Regions from separate parts of the Hordeum vulgare genome. Here region 1 is linked to region 2. Evidence: chromatin contacts called from public HiChIP or PLAC-seq data. All regions are on one chromosome and are shown on one strand. The core of a region is the stretch at or near the end of the contact, and the rest is flanking DNA. Distances in the headings are between cores, read along the strand shown. Region 1 holds the start of LOC123401911. Region 2 holds the start of LOC123401888 (3',5'-nucleoside bisphosphate phosphatase-like).

Region 1 (4,795 bases), core at 408-2,907, 200 kb before region 2:
AGAGAGTTGAATATGCCGAGAATTACCACCAAGCCGACTTCTTGCATCCTGATAATGGAGATCAGTCCACATAAAAGCAGCTGTTCAAACAGGAATAAAGAGATAAGGTGTATGTTCACATGGCATCATAATGACACATACAATGCATGTGGAAGCAAGAAATTCATGTAATCATACCCTTAAGACAGAAAGAGCAAGTGCAAGACTTTGTAGCGCATGATTTTTCCAAGTCGCCAACCCCCATTGGAGGATGCTGGACATTTGTACATGTCATGTCATCACGAGCTGCAGCGTCAAACGAAGACTCTGGATTCTGATTTCCTGGTGATACAACCATCTCCTCTTGAGTCAGACATTCACCCTCATTATTCTTATCATTAATTACAATCTTACTAGCCTCACTGGCAAATGGCAGCAACTCACTATCAGTGTCATCATCATCTTCCCCTGCACAGCCACCCTCTGATTCCAAGGAAGACTCCGCCTTGTCGTTGAGGCCAGAAGAATCCAACGATAGAGAACGATTCCTGACATCATCATCATCCTTGGATAGTAGCCCAGCTGCCTGAGCAGCCATGTGCTGAACCTTGGCTCCACGGAAAATTGAAGTCCTTGCAAAGTCCTCTTTGCCAATACCATCGACCAAAACTTCAATAAGGTTTCCTGATGCCCCAACATTGGCCTTAGCCTTTTCATGAGGCTCTTTCCTAGGGTCAACGACCTTTTCAACCCGACTAATCTTGACTCCACCTGCACTCTTCTCCAGATCGCATGAGGCTGGCCGCTTGCCAAGGACATTCGTCAGGTCTCCAAAGGCTCGTCGGCCACTGCCCTGGGTGTTTTCAGTCATTGCAGCTTCCAGGTAGTCACCAACTTGCCAAAATTAACAGCAGAATCGTCGCGGACAACGGTATAATACAACTGCATTGATCATTTCGGAAACAAAATACAATGTGAGCGATGTATTCACACTGTGTTGGGAAAGAAGGCAGTAAATGCACATAAGCATGGTTTATAGCCAGAACAAAGGGCTAAGGTTTGTTCATTGTAAAAACGGTTGTCCCATCGACTACCGGAAGCAAAGCAATGCCATGTGCTAGGAGGCTAGGAAGCTAACAGAACATTCGGGGTAAATCGAGCCAGCTAAGTGCCAATCGATGCAAAATTGGATGAGATCGAGGGTTTCTGAGACGGAATCCTCCCGCTCTCGGCCCCCAGAAGGAATACACAGGACGTATGCGCGTTGTTGCGGGGTAATTCGGCAGAGTTGACAACGACTTAGCGGGGAAATAGGGTTCCATTCCGTCGTCTTGGTACTACCACTTTAGAGGAAGTAGAGTCGCTACAGAAACTTGGAAACGGCGAGTCTATCGTGAGGATGAATCAACGGGGATTCCAGCTCCGCGCCGAAAGGGGGGGGAGCCGAATCTGGGAGGAAACATGGCGGGGCGGTGCCTGGCCTCGCCCCCCAGCCTCCCGCGCAGTGGCTGCCGGGCCAGAACCTTCGGATGGGGTGGCGAGACGGGGAGGAGGGGTAGGGTTTGGGGGCGCAAACCTCGCCGCGGGACGCCCGCCGTTCCTCCCGAGATCGCCCTCCGGAGCGGGAGGAGAGTGGGGTGGGGTGGGGTGGGGTCTCTGGTTGTGGGAGGCACGGGTGGAGGCGAAAAGGGTTGGAGCGGGGCGGCGTGAGCGGGGGGGAGCCCTTGCGGGCGGTCCCGGGTTGCGCGCGCTCGCGTTCGGAAATTTGGGCGCCGTGCCCGTCCGCGCGCGCCGGGCGCGGGAGGCTCCGCGGTGGTTGGTTTGTTGGATGGATGCATGGATGGACCTGCCGTGGCACGGGTCCGTCGCGTCGGTCGTTCGGCGTTCCGTGGTCTGCACCGGGGCTGCGGCGCTAGGCGTCGGTCGAGCGGGTCGTGCCCCCACATCGGCCACTTCCCCCGCGGTCGGATCTCCCTTGGATCTGAGATCTGGGCCGAATTCTCTAGGGCGTGTTTGGTTGCCCCGAGTGAACAGTGCGTGCATTTCAGCCACATCTCCAGCCAGCCTGGTTGAGGAAAACAGGTAAGGAATTGATATTTATATGTTGTTTGGTTGTCTTTATTGTATCAATGGTCATTTTAGGATTGGCTGTTTGGTTGCCTGCATTTGTGCTAAAGAGCATCTTCAATGAAAGATGCAAATTTGAAGATGTAAAACAGAAGATGTAAAAATTTACATCTCTAAAAAGTGTTTTTTGCATCTTCAAAATAGGGTCGTCTTCAACACGGATGCAAAACGGAGATGTAAAATAGCTACTCTAATAGAAAATGCAAATGGAGACGTAAAAACTATATTTCGACTAGCACTTCATTTGAGGGGCGGGGTCGGGAGAGATCAGGCGGGGCGGAGGTGGCGAGGTCGGGCGGCTACGACGGGGCGGACGACGCGGGGGCGACAATGTTGTTGGGCGAGGTCGGGCGGCTGCGAAGGGCGGATGACACAGGGGCGGCGAGGTTGTTAGGCGAGGTCGGGCAACGGCAAGGTCGGAGCGACGCCGTCGCACGTCGGGGTGGGGCGGGATGACTCGAGCGACGACCATGGGCTGGCGGAGGGAAGGTGACAGTCGGGGGCTGGCGGAGGAGCGACGACGGGGCTCAATTAGGCGACGACAGACAGCAGAATTTATTGAGAGCCAACGGCGGAGGAACTTCGGAGCCGGCGAGGCAGGCGGCTGTATACGGGGGCGAAGTCGCGGTGGGCCCCTCGCCATCGAGCGGGCGACGACAGTGGCAATTTGGTGCGATCCGGTCGACATCGGAGTTGGGCGGGTGGCAGCTGGTCACGCGAAAGAGAATGGGACAATAGTTGGGCAATTGGCGGGCGGTTGCGTTTTTACATCTCGTGTAGGGGAGATGCAAATTTGCACCGCGAGGTGTTATAGTTTACGTCTCCGAAAGGCGATGATGTATTTTATTTTTATTTTTTGCATCTACACCATTGTTGGAGAGGTGTTTTCAACCCTTGGAGATGCAAAAGTTAGTTATTTTTGCATATACATCTTCTATTGAAAATGCTCTAATGGATGAGCATATGTAAATCACAACTATTTGGTTGCATGCATGTTTATGTTTTGCTCACCTCATTCAAATATGATGGCCTTGGCACCATATTAGACACAACAACGACATGGCACTTAACAAAGCATCAAACAACACATAAACAAGCAGGTAAACAACAGCTAACAACGGATAAACAAGCATGAAAATAGCAACTAAACATCCATACTGCTAACACATATAAGTTTTTAAACAGTATGGGCATCCCATGCCCCGTGCTTCACCATGGGGTGCTGAAGCATGGACAAAATATTAAAAGTTTGACAATAAGTTCTCCCACCACTTCAAACTAATTGAAAGCTCATGCTAACTAAGTTGAGAGTGCGAAAGCACGATCACCGATGCAGATCTGCCTGCTGCAACGCACGCTGCACCCGATGGAGCTATCATGGTTGTAGATGTGGACCTTGAGGCGTGGGTCGGAGATGCACAACACGATGAGGTCACCGGGGGCGACTCCGTGACGACGGCAGAAGTACTGCCCCAAGCACCATCTGCCCCTCGAACTTTTGGACCTGGACCCAGAACTCGCACGAGTTGTTCACCGAGATCCTAATGACGCGCGAGAGCTTCACCGCCAGCCACTCCCTCATCACCTCCTTGAACTTGGGAGGGATGATGAGCATGGCGGGATCGTCCTCGTCCTTGGTTGGCACGTAAAAGCAAAACCCTGCCTATGAACATCCTAATCATGCAACATAGCATGCCCATGCCAATGCCAACACCAATCTAACTTCAACATCAAACACAAAACATGCCTATGAACACCCTCATTAGTAAGCATGAACATTAAGCATGAACGCATTGTACCTACATATCATGCAAGGACTACACTGCCTATGAACACTAAGCTATAGTTTGAGGATTCCATGTATCCATTGATTGTTAATGCTTTGTTCTGGTGCTCTTTGAGAGGAGCACCTTAATATCCATAAGTTCCATTTGGCCCCATTGACAGCGGGATGGTAGGACAAAAGATGTCGTGCAAGTTCTTATTGCAAGCACGTACGACTACCTCGGGATACATGCCTAATGTTTGATATATGCCTAGATGATCATTACTTTTTTATGTGCCTTGCCCCAAGTTAAATACATGATATCTTTCATCCATGACCCACCATCCATCTCATTAGCCTACAGTGTTTTAATCCTGCTCGTCACAAGTAGTTTTACTTCCGCCGTTTTGCTTCGCCACTTTTATTTGCGTTGCCACCATCACTTCCATATCACCGTTGTTGCTAATATTTCGTTGCCAAGCAAGTATCTTTCAGGTGCGGTTGAATTGACAACTCAACTGTTAAAGCTTATAAATATTCTTTGGCTCCCCTTGTGTCGAATCAATAAATTGTGTTAACTTACCCGCGAAGACTGTTGCGATCCCCTACACTTGTGGGTTATCAAGACCTTTTTCTGACGCCGTTGCCGGGGACCATAGCTTTATTTACAAGTCTACTTGGAGTTATTTTACTTGCTGCGATTTATCCACTATGGGTAATAAAGGAGATCTCAGGTTCCAATTTTACCATCCACTACGAGAAAAGGTATTGTTCTCAGCACTAGCGCTACGCTTGATTCACCTTTCGTTATAAGTAAGTTTGCCTCACCACCACCACATGCTACTTCTACTGAGCCTGTTACTATGCCTGATAATGTTGATGGTGCTTCCACTTCTATTGATGATCCTGGTTTACTTGGTTATT
Region 2 (5,329 bases), core at 1,330-3,829:
ATACGTGCATGCTTCAGGAATCACAAACCTTAAAATCAATATTGTTACTAATCAACAATCATCAACTAGTGCACCCACATATTACTATCTTAATGTCGCAACTATTGCAAGAAATCAAACATATCATACTGAGTGATCTACAAATTTTATGTAGGATTTTATGACTAACCATGTAAATGACCAATTCCTTTTGACTCTAAATAGATATAAGTGAAGCATGAGAATTTAATTCTTTCTACAAAAGATCACACTCTAATAAATATAAGTGAAACAGAAGAGCATTCTACAAATAACGGTTTTCTATATGTAGAGAAACAGGCAATCCAAACTTCAAATGATATCAGTGAAGCACATGAAGATAAATCCACACTCAAAATATAAGTGAAGTGCAATGAGCATTCTATAAATCAACCATGTACTATCTCATACCAGCATGGTGCATAAAATAAAAGTAAAAACTAAACACAAAAGACGCTCCAAGATTTACACATATCGTGTGAACGAAACTAAGACGAAAACATAATGATACTTGTTCAAGAAAGTTGGGATGCCTTCTGGGGCATCCCAAGATTAGACGCTCGAGTCTCCTTGGATATTTACTTGAGGTGTCTCGGGCATACCCATCGATACTTGTATGGATTTAAAAATTGCATTTTAGTATGTGGTATTTGCCAGTCCGGTCGTAGATGCTGTTAGGCCAACTTCACCGCGCGACCCCATCCTGTCCGGCCCCGTCCGTTTGGGGTAAAAGGGACAAATAGGTCAGCCCAGCGCGAGACGGCCCGGACCCATCTTGTTCGTTTTGTGTCCAGAACGACACATTTCGAGCGCAAACTGGCGCGGGGTTTGGGTCGCGACGGTCAGCAAACGGACGCGCGCTCATCCGCGCCGGGGCCGCGTGGCACGCGGTCACCTACCTCCCACCCGCCCACATCAATGCGCACGAGCAGCCGGGCCCGCCTGTCATCCGCCCAGGGAACGGTCGCGGTCCTTCTTAAATGGGGAAGCCGTGGACCGGTCGTCGTCCACACTTCCCATCACCAGCCCATGGCCTCCTCGAAACCCGACACCCAAACCCTAGCCTCCTCGAACTCGCCGGCCAGCCACCTCGCAACCATGGGGCCGTGGAACTACGGCCGCAAGGGAAAGCACGACTGCGAGGCTGGCTCCTCGTCGGGACACCGTCGCGGCTCCGTGAAGGAGGAGGCCGCATCGCCACCGCACCGGGCCTCCGCGCCTGCTCCCTTCACCATCGGCCCTAGGCCCGCCGGCCAGCGCGGCCGACAATACCTCAGCGCTGAGGTATGCCGGCGCTACTGGGAGACGAGGACGCAGGTCTCGTGGAGCGACGTCCACCTTCCTAACAATTGGCACCTCTCAGTCGACCGGGTCCCGATCCCGTCGGTGTCGACGAGCGGCCGTGCGGGCCGCATCGAGATCGAGCGCCGCCGCCGCCTCCTCCCCGACGACATGTACTACGACGATAGGTATGCCGCCGACTCCACCCTCTGGGACACGTGACTCAGGGACGAGCACGACGTGCGGGCACGGGAGGTGCGCGGGCGTACACGAGTGCGCGGCCTCACGCCCACGTCGTCGCCTTCCCCATCTCCGTCACCACCTCCACCTCCTCGCATGACAGCGCAGGCTGAGGCCCGGCTCATGCAGCGTGTCATGGAGGACTCCATGATGACGCATGATGAACGCCAATGGCCGGGCCTAGAGGACGCGTTGGCCCTCTCCGCGGCCGGCGACGTCGCCATCCCCGAGCTGATGGAGGACGCCCCGGTGGCCGCGTTCCCTCCGGATCTGGTGGGCCAGCAGTGGAGCTGGTCGTGCACGACGCCGGAGATGGCGGCACGTAATGGGGGGCGTGACCTGGTGCCCCACGTCGCCGCGGTCACCGGAGCGGGACACCTCGCCATGGGAGGAGGTGCTGCAGGCACCTGCCAGCTTCCAGCCCGCCCCCGCGCACCACGGACCGCCGGCCCACCTCTGGACACCGGTGACATACTTGGACCTCGTCAGCGACGACGACGACACCGATGGCCACTGGAGACGGCCACGGCTACGGCATCGACTGGCGTTTTTTATGTTAATTATGTCAAACTGGACCGTTTTGTGGCCATGACCTTGATGTTATGTTTTAAGTTTTTTTACATGCGTTTATTTACTTTTTATTTAAATTTTTCTATTTTTTTAATCACGTTCAACACATACATTATTTGAGGTGCAGCCGCGCGGTGAACGTACGCACGATTCAATGGACAGAAGCGGACATGGTCAAATCCATTTTCGTCCCAAACGGACAAAATCCGGTCAAACCGGACGTTCGTTTGGGGTCGTGCGGTAGAGTTGGACTTATGAAAAGAAAAAAAAAAGACTGTGCAGGCGCAGCATCGATGATCCACACACACCGGGGTGATGGGCGCTGCAGGGCCGAGACGACCGGCACACGACACGAGCGCGCGGCGGCCCCCCGTCCCAAGACCGCGCCTCAGCAGACACTTCTTCCCGTCCCTGTCGCTGATGGACGACCGCTCGTCTTAAAAGCCCCTGCCGACGCCTTTCCCACGCCCTACACCCTTTTACTGCGCTGCGCACGCCCACAGCCTGCAGCTAGCTTGCGACGCGACACATGACGACGACGCGCCCCGCCGCTACGACCGAGGAAGAGGAGGATGCCTCCGCAGCGGCCAATGCCGCGCCACCGGACGCAGACGATCGGGAGCAGCAGCACAAGGCGCGACCGATGAAGAAGAAGAAGAAGAAGAAGCGGCGGAGGGCGCCGAGCGAGGAGGAGCTGGCCGCGCTGAGGTCCGTGCTCCGCTGGGCCCGCCGCGGCGAGGCGGGCGGCGACGACGAGGCGGGCTGCGGGCACCCGTTGCCGGCGGGGAGGCGGCGGCCGCGCGTGGCCGTGGAGCTGCATGCGCACTCGGCGCGCAGCGACGGCTCGCTCTCGCCCGCGGCGCTCGTGGAGCGCGCGCACCGCAATGAGGTAAGCCTTTTTTTGCCCCCGCCTGTCACCAACTGCAGAGACGTTCGCGACATGCCACCCCCATCTCGCTACAAGCGTAAATGCAAATGCAAACTGCAGCTCCAATGTTCTTCAGTTCCGTAGTAGCCGATGCCAATGCTCGATCTCATGATTCTCACCCTCGTGTTAAGCACCTCCGCCACTACTGTGCTTTGATGTGTACTCTCTCCGTTTTTTATGTCTGCATATAAAATTTGTTCAAGTCAAACTTTGTAAGGTTTGACCAACTTTGTAATAATATGAAAAATATATCAAATTCACTATATTTAATCAATATCAATAGATGCATTATGAAATTAATTTTCATACTATATAACTTTCATATGGTAGATGATGTTGGACCTAGGGGTGGGAATGGGTAACAAATCTTATAACATTCACGATATTTTTTATAATATATAAATTTGGTCAAGCATTGCATAGTTTAACTTCAAACAAATCTTATAAGCTGAGTAAAAAAGTACGGATGGAATATTTTCTTTCGTGTTACTTCGGTAAAAGATCCCCATAACTATTCAGTGTCTATACTCATTCAGGAAATAAATGTATATAGACGTATTTTAATTTTAAATACATCATTTTTATTCATACAAGTAATTCCAGACGGAGGGTGTATAATGAACCACATTTGGATAACCGCCTGCCAGAAATCGATCTGGGAGTGGCTTTCTGCATGAACAATCACCCGTTTATTCGGTATTTCTGAATGCAAATACCCAGAACGTTCCTAGGCTAACTCTGTTACCTGGTGACCAGCACAGGTGAAAGTGCTCGCACTGACTGATCATGACACCATGGCGGGTGTCGCAGAGGCGATGGAGACTGCAAAGAAATTTTCCATCAGGATCATCCCTGCTGTTGAGATAAGCGCCGTTTATTCGCCTAGGTAACTCTCTTCTCCACCCTAAAATTTGTAACATGCTTTTTATCACACAGATGTGGTTAATTCTCAAAGTTGTTAATTGTTCTGAAAGTAATGGATCAGGAGCCAACGAACCTGTTCATGTTCTTGCATACTACGGTAGTTTGGGGCCTGCTAAATCTCAGGAACTGGAGAAGGTTCTATCTAGCATCAGGGAGGGCCGCTATACACGTGCGAAGGAGATGCTATCGAAACTTAGGAACCTCGGCATGCCATTGAACTTTGAAGATGTGTCTAATATAGCAGGGAATGGAGTGGCTCCAGGGCGGGTGCACGTGGCGCGTGCAATGGTTGCAGCTGGATATGTTGATAATCTTAGGCAAGCTTTCAGCAGGTACTTGTACGATGGAGGGCCTGCTTATGCTACGTAAGTATACATTCTGAATCATGGTCATGCATGTTTTTGCTTCATTTCGCACCAGATGCAGAGTAGTTAGTATGTACTGATGTGGATTTCCGCTGTCTATTTGTAGTGGTAGTGAGCCAGCTGCGGAATCTGTTGTGCAGCTAATATGCAGAACTGGGGGCATCGCTGTTTTGGCTCATCCGTGGGCGTTGAAAAATCATGTTCCCGTGATAAAGGATTTGAAGGCTGCTGGTCTGCACGCTATTGAGGTCTATCGAAGCGATGGGAAACTATCCGGTATGAACAGAATGATCATTTTCCAGTCCTAACAAGTGATGCTTTATGTTACCAATTTATGCAGATACTAACGATGCATCTTACGTATATGTCTATTGCATCCCTTAGTTTTTTTAATAGAAAAGGAGGATTACCCCCGGCCTCTGCATCAATTGATGCATGCAGCCTTTTATTAACCAAATCCACAAATATGTCTGTAGTTCAAAACAACCTGAACCGAAAAGAGAATGCCTAATGTGTCTGAACTTCAATGCAATTAACTGCTGAATTATCTAAAGCAGGATTGAGTGATCTGGCCGATACTTATGAGCTTCTGAAGCTCGGTGGATCAGATTACCATGGACGAGATGACAAGGAAGAATCTGATATAGGAAGTGTTGATCTTCCCGTCTTGGCACTTTTCAGATTTCTTGAGGTAGCTCAACCAATATGGTGCAATGCTATGAAGGAAAATTTTGCAACCACCACTGAAAGAAAAGGATGTCAACGGGCTAGCTCTGTAGATGATTTATGTAATATGTGCCTTTCTTCCTCAGAACTGGAGGAAACAGATGATTCTGAGGTTGAGGTCCTCCGGACGGAATTTGCAGACATTATCCTCAAGAGCATAAGCTGCAAGACGCTTATTGAACAACGAGCAGAAATAACCTCTTTTCTCCACTGACAGAGTCTGGTCTGTGCAATTTTAGGTATTGACTTAGAGGACATGATCTGGGCTGGACTTCAG

The links. HiChIP or PLAC-seq counts read pairs in DNA pulled down with a chosen protein or histone mark.
Region 1: a contact with region 2 is called in an H3K4me3 HiChIP or PLAC-seq map of embryo, with 6 times the contacts expected there. The contact joins the promoter of LOC123401911 here to the promoter of LOC123401888 in region 2. A contact is called at or near these places in 1 of 6 Hi-C or Micro-C datasets (seedling) and 1 of 1 datasets of contacts at active chromatin or transcription factors (embryo).

Annotation. Positions count from the first base shown.
Region 1 is chr6H:501,385,039-501,389,833 of MorexV3_pseudomolecules_assembly, reverse strand. It overlaps LOC123401911, which reads right to left and starts at 1,657. Exons shown (of 6, transcript XM_045095775.1): 1 at 1,556-1,657; 2 at 424-921; 3 at 178-321; 4 at 27-80. The coding sequence starts at 850.
Region 2 is chr6H:501,189,837-501,195,165 of MorexV3_pseudomolecules_assembly, reverse strand. It overlaps LOC123401888 (3',5'-nucleoside bisphosphate phosphatase-like), which reads left to right and starts at 2,579. Exons shown (of 5, transcript XM_045095746.1): 1 at 2,579-2,998; 2 at 3,799-3,923; 3 at 4,012-4,326; 4 at 4,433-4,602; 5 at 4,884-5,329. The coding sequence starts at 2,639. The coding sequence ends at 5,266.